Regions from separate parts of the Mus musculus genome. Here region 1 is linked to region 2. The links are chromatin contacts, called in public HiChIP or PLAC-seq maps. All regions are on one chromosome and are shown on one strand. The core of a region is the stretch at or near the end of the contact, and the rest is flanking DNA. Distances in the headings are between cores, read along the strand shown. Region 1 overlaps Opcml (opioid binding protein/cell adhesion molecule-like). Region 2 has its middle 25 kb from the start of Gm30791.

Region 1 (2,990 bases), core at 483-2,982, 710 kb after region 2:
TTACAGTCCATATTCTGGGTGGATGTGAGCGTAAGTATATGGACTTCAGTTCCCATGATGAGCAGCAATGCGTGGGACCCCTTCATCTCTTCCCTTTCCTGTGATGTCTTGGCTTTGGCTGTTGGCATCTTACTGGGGAAGCTACTTAACTTTTTTCCATTTTGGCCTCTGTCTTCTTCAAAATTCCATCCTGTCTAGCGCCTGAAATTATGTCACATCCCAACAAAGCTGTAGTGATGAGAATCTTACAGGTACACACCCAGTATCTCACCTGGGCTACCAGGGATGTGAGAGGTACCAATTGAAAAGATAGTTCAGACAGCAACCTGAACCTAAAACCGTTGTCCCACCAGGACAGGTGGAAGCATAGATATTGAAGAAGGAAATCTCCCTTCTCTGGAGAGCCCTTGGGTGCACACATTTTCGATGATTCCTTTGATTCTGCAGTTTTAAGCCTTACCTGACTCGCAGCTTCCACATGCTAAGTAAGTGAAGACTGGTACTGGATTTTTGACTCCATTCCAAGTGTTGTCTTTTCCAGTCTCCCATCCCCGTCATCTAGAATCATTTCAGCTGGACAACATTTTCGCATTGACTCTTTCCTCAGCCTCTGGAGTCCAGGCTGACACCCAGCTCTGCGGCTCTCTCAGAACCCGAACCCTGATTTTTAAAGTCACCATTTGGAGCTTAGAACCCCAGCAATTTTGTGATGATCCAGAGCCACTGCAGATGTTGGTCCCCAACTACTGCAGGGCACATTGCTCTGTCACACTGTTCTACTTCAAATTCATAGCCTCTATTGTCATTAATGGTTATTGTATATATCCATGTTGTATATATTCATGTATTATGTGTATGTTTGTATGCTCATGGGCATATATAATATATACATGTATATAATATATATATACATATATATGCTGTTACGTCTTTATTACATTATGTTCTTATGTGTATGAACATTTTTAGGGCTGACCATTTGTCACTTGTCAACTAGTTGGTGTGCTCTTCCCTGGGAGCTCTATCCCTCTTACTCAAGAGATGGTTCAGTCATTAAAAGGTGGCCTCACACCCCAAAACATAAGCAGGAAAGCTTTTAAAAGGGATCTAAGACTTAGTGAACATTCATTAGTTTATATTTTTATCATTGTTCCATTTATGAAAATTAATCTTTTCTACATATTTTACACAGTCACTTCTTTCTATACACACACTCACTTTTCTGTGTTACTTAGGTTGCATAAATAACTGCTATATAATACATCGGACATATTTATTTGTTTATAAATGTGCGTGTGTGTGTGTGTGTGTGCATGTGTGTCTGTCTGTCTGTCTGTCTGTCTGTCTGTTTGTTTGTGTGTCTGTGTGTGTGTGTGTGTGTGTGTGTGTGAATGGCTGAGTCTAGCACTAGTTTCCTTGAAGCACAACTGAAAGCATTTGATTCTCCCACTGTCTCTCCCTTCCTATGACTGGATGGGGCATGTCTGGTGAGGTATCTGTCTCACCCAGCTCCTGGCACACAACTGCCTAGAGCTCTGTTTTATAGATGAAGAACATCTGTGTGTTTTTTTAAAGGTACCCCCATTTGACCCTTTAAGGATGTTCTGAACTGCTGAAGGTTTGTCCTTTGCTTTGTGACATCAACCAGTAGCTGTCATTCAGTATGCAGACAGGGGCATGAGTATGCCCTGCCCCCACCTGGTCCTGAAGAGGCTAGCATGCTTTGCCAGCAACATCCCTGATGCAATTTCCATTCTATGCTTTCAGCTGTCTGCCCTGACCACCCAGCCAGCATGAGTCCAGGCAATGGGAGCTAATTATAACATTAACTAAGACAAAACATAATTACAAAGGAAGCTATTGATAAACAACACAAATTTATGCATTCCCCAAACAGCCCCACGTTACTCAAGCAAGCATCCCTTTAGACCGCCACTTCTCCGCCATTTCTGACCACAGTGTTTCAGTGCCTGAGAGTGGAGAGTATGAAGACATACTCCCTTGGTCCTCAGGCAGGAGACCTGCCACTCAGGCTTCTGGTCACTCATGTCCCCAACTGAAGACTGGCATCCACTTCCTCCCTAGAGAAGCTGGGTGGAGATACCAGAGCCTTGAACCCAAAGGGAAGGAATCCACCAAGTAGCAGAATTGGCCCAAGGGGGAGAGGGGGGCGGGGGCAGGGGCTTTGACAGAACAGGGACAATCAGTGAAGCAGAGAAAATTGACATTGGAAGTTGTCTATTTGAAAGACAGGACAGCCTTTGCGTGCTACAGAGCTAATTATTATGCAAATTTATGCTAATAAACTCTGCCTTGAATGTTGTCGAGAAGCTGCCTTTTCCCGTTAACATAGCTGTAATGAGAGGTAAATTTGTAATGCAGATGCCCGAAGTAATATATCCTAAATCATTTTATGGTGTAAGGGGCTCTCTCACCCCACCCAGCACAATGTCAATTTAAATTAGTTTTTGCTTTACATATTTATTGAAGCTTTATTTATTGTTAATACTTACTAAGGACACAAACTAAAGAGCTCCTACTACTTGGTAGAAGTGGAACTTAATCAGAGTGGGGGTTGGCCCTCACTGGTCTGGAAGACTCTAGGGAGCCTTTTACTTTCCCTCAACTGCCACCACAGTACCACAATGGAGGGACTGGCTTTGTCCATGAATCTGCCCCCTCCTCAGAGCTTCCTATCACCTTAGCCTCCACCACCACAGAATATGTCTAGGCAAGAAGATCCTCACAAGGTGTTCGTGAGAATTAATTATATTGGTCACCTCTTTCTCTGTGTGATTTTAGCTAGACTTCCGGAGAACTGGATGCTGCTTACAACAGGGGAGAGGCTGTCAGGGGTGATGCTGTTGGTTCTCTGTGGAAGTGTGCAAACCCACTGTGTTGTGCAGTGCTGGGGCTCTCACACATAGCCTCACATCTCATTCACAGATGTCAAGGTGGGTCCAGCCTCAACTTCACATACCCAGGAACAA
Region 2 (2,700 bases), core at 68-2,567:
TACCAAGGAATGGGAACAACACTAGTGTCTTGTGTACAGTGATCCCCCCATATCCTCTGATTCCCATGTGGGCTGTGTTCCTAGGGAGGAAACACAGGCAATACTTTTACTTGGTAAGTGAAGAAAAGAGCCCAGCAAGTTAAATGATTTTGTGTAAGTGGTACATTTGAGATTCACACTGCATATTTTCACTGTGTTTACCTCCCCCTGTCACTTCTAGGCTGTAGGATGGCCAATCGCCTCATTCCAGTTTGTTCCTGTTTTTGGAACTTCATGACTCTCAAGCTTTCTGTGTACCTACCTTTAAAATATATTGTTTTTGTCTTTTGAGATTCTAATATAATTAAATCATTTCCTCCTTCCCCTTCCTCCCTCTAAAGCTTCTTGCTCTTTTTAAAATGAATGGCCTCTTTTTCCACTAATCATTGTTACATATATATGTGTATGTGCATATATGCCAATAGACATGCTAACGTGGGCAAGGGAAAGCCCAGGAGATTTCAACCTTACACAAAGAACCACAGGCAATTAAGGATTGCAGAGAGCAGGAGAAATAGTTTTCCCCAGGGAAGCACACAGAAATTGGTTATCTAATATGAAATGGTCAGTCCTGAAAATATACATACGAGTAACTTTATCCAGACTGTACCCACCTTTTCTTCCTTCACCTTTCTAGATCTGTTGTGCAAAACTCCTTCCAGAAGCCTTCCTCAATTGCTCCAGGCCTTGGTCCTCTCTGAATCTGAAAGGTACTGGTTGCTGCTTCATTATCTTCCATTAAAATAGTTTCCAATTGTCTAACCCGTGCTATTATTTGTCTCAGCATATACAGTTTATGCATTTCATATGGGTGGGTGCTTCATGAATCTTTGATGCTACCCAACCCAGTGCTAAGCTCTGCGTCTGAAACTTTATGCTGAGAAATGTTCATGGAGAGAGCTGATGGCATTTATCCTCCTAAGGGAATTAGCAACAATGACCCTGTTTAGCATGTCTCAATGTTTTTGGTTTCCCCCATGTTATTAGTATAAAGTCAGAAGTATCTAGCTTGGAAAATGCGTCCAGCTGCTCAGAGCAGCTGGAAGCCAAGGAGAGGTTATTTTGGGATGAGTTATTTCTTGCTTCTTAATCCCTTTCACATATTGTCTCAGATGGTACTTGATGAAGAAGGTTGTCCCCACTTCCATGAACCTGATAGGGAGAAACTGATCCAGGCAAAGACCAAGGATGGGCAGAGAAACGTGCGGAGCAAGGACACTTGGTTGTGGCAGTCAGATGTTCTAGTAAGTTGCTCTGTCTTCACTGCTGCTTCTATAAGACAGCTGTTCCCAGGGCAGATGGGGACAGCTGATGGCTGTAGAGATGGTAGCAGTTCTATGTTCCCTTTCAGCTCTCCCTGGATGCATTTGTAGCCCTACAAACAGTTTACTTATTGCATGCTAATTTTCTGTCTGGTGTCACAGTTTCAATGGGGACATAGAAAAAACATTTACATAAATAAATGAGGTCATTGCAGCTTGACAGTCGCTTGCAGGAAAATAAACTAGTAATAGCAGTGGTGGAGGAGACAAGGCGCCCGCTCTAGGCAGAGTGCTCAGAGAATACAACTAATTGGAGATCCATGTAGGTCCTGAGGAGGAATTGCTAGGCAGGTTAGGGACCAGGAAAGGCCAGTGTGGCAGAGTTTTCAAAGACACATCTGGGGTAAGGAAGGAGTTGAGTAAACACTAAAGGAGGTGAAGCTGGAGCAGAGTCAGCTAGGAGCAATTTCAATTATCCAGATGTGCTGTGCTCTGGTTTGGAGGTGGGAGAGGTAAAGAGGGGGGAGACTGATTTGGGAGCCGGAGTTGTGGACTTGAAGAAAAGTAGAGTGGCCGAGTTTATGGTTGGTGGGTTGAGGGGCAGGAAGGAAGGGAAGGAATTCAGGAAGAAAGGAAAGGAAGAAATACTGGAAACAAGCAGAGCACATGTGTGTGTGAGTTGTGTATCACGGGACAGAGGGGCATATAAATTAAGAGTTCTAATCAGAATGTATTGCTGTCAAACAGATAACAACGGCCACCAGTTTCATCCTTAGCTGTTGTATACTTATTATATATGTATTTAGTTTTTCCCTTTATTTCTCCCCCCCTTTAACATAATCTTTTCTTGATTCTTTGGGAATTTCACACCATGCACCCCAAATCCCACTTGTTTCCCAGTCCTTCCATATCTGCCCTCTACCTGTGTAACCTCTCCCCCAAAGAAAATAAAAAATAAATATTAAACAAAAGTTCTTGGTGACCCCTCTAAGCAACGATCTGCTCCTCTATCAACCACAGACTTCTCTCACACTCGTCACAGCTGTCCTGTCTCCAGTTCCACTGCACATGTACTATCCCTCTCTTCTGTTTTCCTTGCCTTGCTATCACATATTCATTCATTGTACTGGCACTAGAAAATGTGGAGTGTCATGCAGTATTTGACCAAACAGCTTTACTTGTGAATGTTCATTGCAATAAGCCATTGGCCTGGTTCAAGGCCTCTGACTTCTGCTACACAGTCAATACATGTGTTCTTATTACCCACTGCTCTGAGTGATATAGGTGCAGCAAGAAGCAAAGCAGGCAAAAATTTTCCAATTTGTGAAGTCTAAAAGATAGACAACCCAAGATGAATAGATGTGTGGTATTCTCTGGAGGGCAACAGAACCATTGACAG

Evidence for each region. HiChIP or PLAC-seq counts read pairs in DNA pulled down with a chosen protein or histone mark.
Region 1: a contact with region 2 is called in an H3K27ac HiChIP or PLAC-seq map of oligodendrocyte precursor cells, with 11 times the contacts expected there. The contact joins two enhancer-like sites. A contact is called at or near these places in 1 of 484 Hi-C or Micro-C datasets (cerebral cortex), 3 of 115 datasets of contacts at active chromatin or transcription factors (T-cell acute lymphoblastic leukemia, embryonic stem cells and oligodendrocyte precursor cells) and 1 of 9 other capture datasets (embryonic stem cells).

What each region holds. Positions count from the first base shown.
Region 1 is chr9:28,253,474-28,256,463 of GRCm38.p6, forward strand. All of the region lies in intron 1 of Opcml (opioid binding protein/cell adhesion molecule-like), which reads left to right. Among named protein-coding and RNA genes, the nearest start is that of Gm39313, 140 kb to the right of the region's middle. Within about 2 kb of position 1,733, at least 9 of the 459 cell types and tissues checked have an H3K27ac peak or open chromatin away from gene starts, as enhancers often do. A contact at or near this core is called in oligodendrocyte precursor cells, where this site is marked.
Region 2 is chr9:27,542,299-27,544,998 of GRCm38.p6, forward strand. No RefSeq gene overlaps it. Among named protein-coding and RNA genes, the nearest start is that of Gm30791, 25 kb to the left of the region's middle. Within about 2 kb of position 1,318, at least 4 of the 459 cell types and tissues checked have an H3K27ac peak or open chromatin away from gene starts, as enhancers often do. A contact at or near this core is called in oligodendrocyte precursor cells, where this site is marked.